Regions from separate parts of the Rattus norvegicus genome. Here region 2 is linked to region 1. A link is a contact called in public Hi-C data. All regions are on one chromosome and are shown on one strand. The core of a region is the stretch at or near the end of the contact, and the rest is flanking DNA. Distances in the headings are between cores, read along the strand shown.

Region 1 (4,525 bases), core at 853-3,352:
GGACCCGCATCCTCCGCCAGACGCGCAGTTGCGGGCCCAGCCGGGGAGGGCTCGCCTGCACGCGGGGGCCTGGGCAGGTCATCGTGGCGGCCTTCGGAGGGCGACTCTTTAAAATCCGAGTCGCTGAGGCTGCCTTCAGTTTCCTTGCCGGCGGGGCTGAGCGGCCCCTGCAGCCGTTCGCAGCCCGCAGCCGCCTTCTGCTCTGTTCCTCCTGTGGGCAAAACCCAGGCTGTCAGAGGAGTGGAGGCCACGCGGCCCGGCCCGGGTTCCTGCCAGCAGAGGCAGGGACCCGTGCGCGCCCCCTCCAGGCCCCCTTTGCCTTTCGAGTCCCTCTCAACACACCCTTTCCCGCATCCACCAACCTGCTTCGGGGCCCTCGAGGTCGCCCTTGTCCTCGGGCTTCTGTGGCTCGTCCTCGTCGTTCTTTTCCAGATCAATGTTCTCCTCCTCCTCCTCGTCCTCGCTGCGGTTCCGTGGCGTCCACGTCATCTTGTTCTCTTTCTTGAGGCGCCGGCGCGCGTTGGCGAACCAGGTGGACACCTGGGTGAGGGTCATTTTGGTGATGATGGCCAGCATGATCTTCTCGCCCTTAGTGGGATACGGGTTCTTTCGGTGCTCATTGAGCCAGGCCTTGAGAGTGGCAGTGGCGTCCCGAGTGGCGTTCTTCCGGTACGCGGGATCCCCATAAGGATAGGAGCCCAGAGGTGCGGCGTAAGGGTGATATCCCAAGGAACCCGCCATACCGGGAGTGTGGTCATAGGGAGAGCCCTGTGGGGGACAGGCAGAGATTAGGTGAGTGAGGGTATGGGCTACATGGCCACCTAAAAGGCTGAAACCCACTTGCCCTCTGTCCCTGGTTCTGCGTGCCAGCGCGGCCCGCACTCCAGCTTCCCCTGAGGCAGACAGAGCTAGCTAGTTAAAACACAAGACCACCTTCCCCCTCCTCCGAAGGCAGCAAGACCCCCAATTTCTAAATCTGGCCCTTGGGGACCCCAGAGGCTGTTCAGAACTTAACACACCACCTTGGAGGCCACTGTCTGCTGGGGAACCTCGGTGCCCAGGTCTCAGATCTGGCCTCTACGGAAGGGCCCACGGTTCTCTTAGAGGCCTGAGCAGCCTCAGCAGCGACTCAGAGCTCTGCTCCAGAGTGGCCGCATGTTGGGCTCAAGGGGTACAGCAAGGGAAGTAAAGGCTCTTTCTTTAATCTTCAAAGAAACCCTACAGACAAGCTGAGCCTCAGTAGCCTGCACACCGACGGTTCAAAAATGCTATCCCTAACCGAAGCCGTTGCGCTTTTCCAGAAAGCACACCCTGCCGTAAAAACCCGGATACACCGCACCTCGCTGGACGTTTCAGAAATTTAATACTTTCAAATCGGATTGCGAAGATAGGATTACGGATTTGCAACATTTTGGGGGATTAATTAAAGGCGGGGCCAAACACATTTACATAGATTTAGCATGCTGCTACTGTTCAGAATTCGGGTCTGCTTCTTTTGAACTACTTTTCCAACATGGCAAAACCAAAAGAAAGAAAGAGGAAGAAGAAGAAATTTGCGGTCTGTCCCAGAGCTCTGGGGCAAATGTTGTTCTTCATAGCAAAGACCAATCCCCCCTCCCCCGCGCCCCAAACCTTTCCCTTCAGCTCGGCGATCCCAGCAAGACGCGGCTTTCGCTAGAGTGATTCCGGAGCCCGCGGCTCGAGTAAAGCCGAACAAGACAATCGCTCAAGTTTGCAAGGGCCGCAAAGCTTGGCGGGTGAGGTGGCGCCTAGGCCCGTGTCCACCGCAGCCGGGCTCTGCAGGCCTGGCCCCGACTGCCCGCTTGCCAGCCCGCCTCGGACCCAGCTCACACTCACCACGTACGAGAAGGCGGCGGCGGCCGCAGCCGCGGGATCGGCACCGTACTGGAGGTGCGAGTTGTAGCCCGGCGAGGGAGCCGTGAAGGCAGTGGAGCCAGCGTAGGGCGAGAATGCGGAGCCCGAAGAAGAGCGGCCGAGCTCATCCGTGCGGGGCCCCGAAATGACGCTGGTGCTGTATGCGGGGCACGAGTAGAGCGCCAGCGAGGCGGACGGCTGGTACAAGTAGCCCTGCGGGTAGGACATGGCCACACACGGGCATGGGGCGCGCCGCGCCGCGGCGGCCAACGAGCCGGGCGGCGCCCTGAGAGGGCGAGCGAGTGGGCACCTGGCCTCTGGCTGCCCCGGGCCGCAGCTCTTCGAGTCTCGGCTCCCGGGCTCCGGCCCGCGGCGCCTCCTGGTTGGCTTCCCGCGCGCCTCCGGCTGCGACCGCCGCGCCCGCTCCTCTGCGCGCCCCGCTTGCCCGGGCTAGGCTTTCTCTCCCCCCACCCCCCCTCCCTCGCTCTTTGCACCGGGGGGCTCTGCTTTTGGCTTTGCAAAGGTCCTGCCAAGATGCTAAGTTGGAAATTGAGGATTCTGACGCCTTGTGCGCGCGCGAAGCTCCTCCTTCCCGGGGTGTAGTCGGTGGGGGGACTGGCAGGAGCCTCTGGCCGGCGGCAGCCAACCCGGCCGCCAGGCGCGTCTCGCCCTCTCCCTGTTCCTCCCCGGCTCCTCTCCCGCTCACTGGCGCTCCCCTCGCCCCTCCCTAGCGCCCGCCTCTCCACCGCCACCCCCCTCTCCTCCTCTGCCCGGCCTCCCCCTCCTCCCTCCCCGACTCTTCCTCTCCTTCTCTCTCAGACTCTCGAGCGCCGGCCCCAGGATGACAATCACAGCCCAAGCACGCCGATCGCTTCCAACTTTCTTCTCCTCTTTCTAACTCTGGGCGGAGCGGCAATCTCGACGCACCACTGGCCCTGGTCGTGGCTTGGGCCGCTCGGCAACACAAAGGGAAAGATGCGGAGGGCTGCGCTCGGGAGAACGCTCTGTGCCCTCCTCGCCAGTGAGAATAGCGAAGTTGGTGGACGTCTTGTTCTCCAGAAAACTGGGCTGGGAGGTGGTTCTTCTCCCTCCTGCCGGAGGTCTCTAGGTTGAGCTGGAGACCTGGAATTCAGGTCCCAGGGAGAGTCGATGGATGCCGCCTCCCGGGGCACAGCGAAGCCGGGGTGACCGCCTTTCTGCGCCAGCCGCTGCAGCAGGTGGGCAAGAGCCAGGCCTAAGCTGAAGGACCCAAGCCGGGCCTTCCATCCACCAGCCTAGAGGAGGCGAGAGAGGAGACTCTGGGGTCTCTGGCGGGGGTTGTGGCTTTTCTCTGGAGAGAGGAAAGCAGTGGGCAAGAATGCCCGACGGAGACGCTGTTCTACTCGAATAGGTCCCCCAGAAGCCCCCGGCCCCATTGCCATCCCACGTAGCGTTGCCTGCTTCTCATGGCTGGCCACGGGCACCTCGCCCTGTCAGATCTTTGGGGCCGGAGGGTGTGGGATCTCGTCCCTTTTGTTCCACTAAATCGCCTTCCCCCTCTCTCGCCTTCGCCCCAGTTCCACTGCAAACACTGGGCAGAACAGTGTCCAACCCAACCGCTGTTTGTTTAGCGAGGCGCTGGCCAGGCGAATACACATCACAGAGTCACAGGCAGAGTTCTCGGAACGCGCCCCCCCCCCCCGCGCGCAACCTCCCACGGCCACACAGTGAGAAGGCAAAACAGACCCTCGCCCCTGGTCTCCACCTCCCGCCGCCGCAAATTACAGACGCACTGAAGCTATGGGACAGACAGGGGCGCTGGTGAACCAGGACGGACGGCCGCAGAGTGCACACACCAAACATTTTGTGGCCTTTCACAACCTCGCCACGCTCAGGCCGGAGCGTAACTATATACAAATTTTCCTGCAATGATTCTCTCTGGCCCGCAAACAGTTTGATTAGCTAGGGCCGTGCCCCTCCCCCCCCCGCCCCCCCACTGACTGCACAGGGACCCTCACCGCGGCGCGCTTTTACGCACGCGCGCAGGCTGCCCCCTTACTTAGCACTCAGGCTACAGGTTCCGCCCCCAAGAGGTTGGACCCCCGCGGACTACATTCTCCAAGAACCTCTAGGCCCATCCCGCCCTCCCCGGACACAGCTTCACCTCTGATTGGGCGTCGGTATCCATTAGCCCCACCTCTGGATGACGTAGTCCGCTTCCCTCAGAGTGCTAGCGTCGAGGGGGCGTGGCTGGGAGGGTCTTCGTCTGCGTATTGTCATGGAGACCAGAAGCGGTCCGCCGCTGAGGCGGCGGGCTGTGAGCTAGGCTGACAGGGTTGCGGAGCCGGAGCCCCGGGGAGCGTGAAGCAGCCTGAGGCTGCCTCTCCGGCTAACCATTCGGGGTTCGGGGCAGGCCGGAGTTCTACAGGGAGCGTCCCCGCCCCGACGCGCGGGTCCCCGCCTCCCGCGGCCGTACCGCCCCCCGGCTCCGCCCGCTCAGCCGGACTAACGGTCGGCGCGGCCTGCCACGAGGGAGCGTCCGCGGCCCGCGCAGAGCCGCGCACCAAGCGGATGGCGTGGACGCAGCCGGGTCGGGCGGTCTGCGTGCGAGCAGGCGCGCGTGGGCGTGTCTCCCTGGCCCACGCGTGTCCCGGACATCAGTGTCTCGGCT
Region 2 (4,525 bases), core at 728-3,227, 570 kb after region 1:
ATACATAGGAACGATCCTGGAAAATAATGTCGCCTAGATTCTACAACCCTAAGACCTTTTCCTGAGCAGGTGAGCCCTGGCTTCTTGAGACAGATTTAACCAGAAACGGAATCAGGCAGGGGGAACGCATTCGAAGGCCTGAGCTGATCCTATTGTGCCTCCTCTGTCCAGGCTCACCTAAAACCAACCTCCAGCACCAGGCAAGGAGGGCCAGGAAATGATAGAGAAGCTGCCCGGATTCAATTTAGGAAGACTCCAGATGCTGACATCAAACTTTAGACCTGCTAGCTCCCCCAACTTCTGCTTGTGTTTCTTCCACTAATTTTTTGAGTTAGTACCTCCTGGAGCCTAAGGCCAGTTCGAAGGCGGGCGGAATGCAGCCAGAGGTGGGACATGGGTCAAAACTGGAGTCCAGGTCCAGGGCGAAAGAAATTCATTCCTTAACTGTATTTATAGCAGAGTTGGGCCAGCCCAGTATCCTCAGACCCCTCCAAGCTGGCAGAATTCCGATTTGATTCTTAGATCAATTGGAGGCCCAGGGGTGGTGTTTCTGCCTGTAAGACTCTTCCCTCTACTAAAGAATCGCAGCCCGGGAGTTGTCCAGGCCGCAGGCCCACAGCAGGCCTGGCCCACGCGTGGGTCACCGCTGCAGCCTAAGTCGCTTATCTGGGAGCTACAGCTATTCCGGGATTTCAGTGTGGCCTTCCCCTGCACACCCTAATCCGTGAAGGTGGGCACTTGGACATTGCAAGTTAGATTTAGGAAATACCCTACCCTAAAACCAGTCTTGCTCCCCGCCCCCACAATGCACACCCTCTAGGACTCTGGGGGATTCTCGCCCAAAGAAAACACTGGGTTTGGGGGACCAGAGAGCGGAAAGGGGATAGTGAAATGAATGGTCTCGATCGACCAAAAAAAAAAAAAAATCACACCAATATAGAAACTTCTCGAAGAGCTTTCGGAAAGTTCCCAGAGCCTCGGCAGTGAGGCTCTTTGCTCCTCTGCTCCTCCCCCGCCCCACAGTCAGGAGCTCCACCAACTCCTTGCTTGTTCGCGAGATCACCTAGGCGCCAAACTCACTATTTCTAAGTGAGGATTCTGACCGAGGTACCCCGGAGGTGTAAATGGAACAAACTGCAGGGTTTCCCCGCCCTCCCCCGACCCTGCACAGAATAGGTCTTTTAAAGCTCGGAACCTAAGCTCTCCCTACTCCCAGGCAGCGTGTTCTCTCTTTCAGTTGCAGGTTTAGGCTATGGAGAGCGTCCTAGGGGACCAGAGCTGAAAAGTGCAAAGAGAGCCACTCCCCGGGTGGGGGTGGGGGCTGCCTTGGTTTAGGGTCCCGTCCCATCCCGGAACTAAAGCTTCGAAGGGGGCTGAGAATTGAGAAGTTGGAAGACCGAAGGGGCTAGGTGACCCTGTACTAACCCGCCACTCGTGGTCTGGGCTCTCCCCTCCCAGTGAGGGCAGGAGGGGGCGGGAAGAGACTGAGTCCAGTCCCGCCCCGCCCCGCCCGGCGCTCTGAACTCGCGGGGGAGGGCCGCCTCGCCCAGAAGGCTCCCGGGTGATTGGCGACTCCAGGAGGAGACGCAAGGAAAAGTCGAATAAGAGGGCGCGACGTCAGACTCGAGATTTGGGGAAGGGTGAGGGAGGGGGTGGAAGGGCGGAGACAGACACACAGACACTGACGCGGACACACACCCCCCGCACAGCATTCTAAGTGTCTTCAACTTTAGATCGCCTTAGCCCAGGGTGCGGAGACCGGGGAAGGGGGGAAAAGAAAATGAGAGAGTAGATTTAAAAAGAGAGGAGTCAGACTAGGAAAAGTGAAGAGAGCAGAGAGGTGAGCAAAAGCAACCGTGAGAAAGGGAAAAAAGGAAAAAGAACCGCAGTTTCCCAGCGTCCAGAACTGCGAAGGAGCCTCGGGAGCGGAAGCGGCCAGGGGTGGGGTGAGGGGGACGCAGCTAGGGGAGGGGAGAGGACAGGACAGGAGGAGAGTGTAAACTAGAGGAGGGCGAAGGAAGCGAGGCGCGACACAGCTCCGGGAGAGGAGGGCAGAACTGAGCGCCTAGCGCAGAGCGGCTCGCCCGGCCTAGAGGAGGGAGTGCTGCGCAGAGAGGAGGGGCTTGAGGCCCCGTAGAAATGTCAATCAGAGCCGGGAGCCCAGGGAATCTCGGCCAATCTGTTCGGACCTGACCTGACTCCTCGCTGCCGCCGCCGCCACCGTCGCCCGCCGCCGAGCAGATCAATAGGCGAACGCGGAGCGCGACGCAGCGCGGCCCGGGCTCGGCCCAGCCCCCGATGCTCTCCGGAGCCGGCGTCCGGCGCTGAGCACGGCGGCCCGGGGGGCCCGGCCCCCAGTCCGTAGGTGCGCCGCGGGCCACCATGTCCTTCCCCCAGCTCGGATACCAGTACATCCGCCCGCTCTACCCACCCGAGCGCCCGCCAGCCGCGGGCGGCGGCGGAGGTGGCAGTAGCGCTGGGGGCCGGAGCGGTCCGGGTGCCGGAGCCTCCGAGTTGGCCGCCTCGGGGTCCCTATCCAATGTGCTTTCGTCCGTGTACGGGGCACCCTACGCCGCGGCCGCAGCAGCCGCCGCCGCCGCCCAGGGGTACGGCGCCTTCCTGCCCTACGCCACGGAGCTGCCCATCTTCCCACAGCTGGTAAGATCCGGAGAAACCCGGGAAAGAGGGGTTGGAGTTGGGGTGTGGGGCAAGGTGAGGGTGCAGAAGAAAGCCGGGGTCCGGGCGGGAGGATAGAGGTGGCGACGGCAGGAGCTCACTCGTGCTCCCCCCGCGCGTGTCCCCTTCCTTTTCCATGTGCGCACAGGGCGCTCAGTATGAGCTGAAGGACAGCCCTGGGGTCCAGCATCCGGCCACGGCCGCCGCGTTCCCGCACCCGCACCCCGCCTTCTACCCCTACGGCCAGTACCAGTTCGGGGACCCGTCCCGTCCCAAGAACGCCACCCGGGAAAGCACAAGCACGCTTAAGGCCTGGCTCAATGAACACCGCAAGAACCCGTACCCCACCAAGGGCGAGAAGATCATGTTGGCCATCATCACCAAAATGACCCTCACCCAGGTGTCCACCTGGTTCGCCAACGCGCGCCGGCGCCTCAAGAAGGAAAACAAGATGACGTGGGCTCCCCGTAGTCGCACGGACGAGGAGGGCAATGCTTATGGGAGCGAGCGGGAGGAGGAGGACGAAGAGGAAGACGAGGAAGAGGGCAAACGCGAGCTGGAGATGGAGGAGGAGGAGCTCGCAGGAGAGGAGGAGGACACGGGGGGCGAGGGCCTGGCCGACGACGACGAGGATGAGGAGATCGATTTGGAAAACTTAGACAGCGCGGCAGCCGGGTCGGAACTAACCCTGGCTGGGACGGCGCATAGGAACGGAGACTTCGGCCTAGGACCCATTTCAGACTGCAAAAATAGCGACTCGGACGACAGCTCCGAAAGCTTGGAGGAGCGACCACTGTCCGTCCTGAGCTTGGCTCCCGCGCCACCGCCCGTGGCCAGGGCTCCTGCGTCTCCACCTTCTCCACCCTCCGGCCTGGACCCCTGCGCTCCGGCACCGGCGCCCTCCTCCACCCTCCAGAAGCCCAAGATCTGGTCACTGGCCGAGACGGCCACTAGCCCGGACAACCCACGTCGATCGCCTCCCGGAGCCGGAGGTTCTCCTCCCGGGGCAGCCGTTGCGCCCCCGACGCTGCAGCTCTCGCCCGCGGCCGCCGCAGCGGCTGCTGCAGCACACAGACTGGTGTCGGCGCCGCTTGGCAAATTCCCCGCTTGGACCAACAGGCCTTTCCCAGGCCCGCCGGCCGGTCCGCGGCCGCACCCGCTGTCCATGCTAGGCTCGGCCCCACAGCACCTGCTGGGACTTCCCGGAGCCGCAGGCCACCCCGCTGCGGCCGCCGCCGCCTATGCTCGGCCTGCGGAGCCAGAGAGTGGAACAGGTGACAAGAAAAATGTAGGGCACAGTGGGAGGGTGTTGGTGGGGCTCTCGCCCAGGCTAAAGGGAAAGAATGGGACTTAGGGGGAACGCACGATGTTTCCCTCTTTGCTCCTATGCGGGTGCAGCGGCCCTGGAGGCCTGAAGCCTGCATTCTAAAGGCCTCCTTTTTCTTCCCCCCTGTTTCCTACAGATCGCTGTAGTGCCTTGGAAGTGGAGAAAAAGTTACTTAAGACAGCTTTCCAGCCGGTGCCAAGGCGGTAAGAGACTCCGAATTTGGGAAGCAGAGTGGGAGACCCTTCGGGAGGGATAAGGAAAACAGAGCCAGTAGCCAGTAGCCAGTAGCCAGTAGCCGGAGCCCTTTGCCCCCTAGGAAGAGAGTGAAGTTTCTGGAAAACTATTTCTAAAAGACACAAAACCCACTCATCTGTCACTTCTTGTGGACCCATAGTTAAGTTTCCATTCTCGGCTCCGGGCACCTAAGGCAGGGCCTGTGGTATAGAGCTAGGGAAGTCTGGCCCTTACAACACAGCAGGCCTGTGGAACAGAAGGCCTCTCTCTGCGAGATGTCCACTTTCT

Evidence for each region. A called contact is a pair of places that touch in the nucleus more often than the background predicts.
Region 2: a Hi-C map of liver shows a contact between it and region 1, with 8 times the contacts expected there. The contact joins the promoter of Irx3 here to the promoter of Irx5 in region 1. A contact is called at or near these places in 11 of 12 Hi-C or Micro-C datasets (the Rat2 cell line, Schwann cells, frontal cortex and 6 more) and 1 of 1 datasets of contacts at active chromatin or transcription factors (oligodendrocytes).

The regions. Positions count from the first base shown.
Region 1 is chr19:30,812,728-30,817,252 of GRCr8, forward strand. It overlaps Irx5 (iroquois homeobox 5), which reads right to left and starts at 2,103. Exons shown (of 3, transcript NM_001030044.1): 1 at 1,858-2,103; 2 at 363-768; 3 at 1-211. The coding sequence starts at 2,103. Crnde (colorectal neoplasia differentially expressed) reads left to right here and starts at 4,133. Exons shown (of 3, transcript NR_132649.1): 1 at 4,133-4,525.
Region 2 is chr19:31,383,141-31,387,665 of GRCr8, forward strand. Irx3 (iroquois homeobox 3) reads left to right here and starts at 1,978. Exons shown (of 4, transcript NM_001395133.1): 1 at 1,978-2,658; 2 at 2,825-3,950; 3 at 4,140-4,206. The coding sequence starts at 2,383.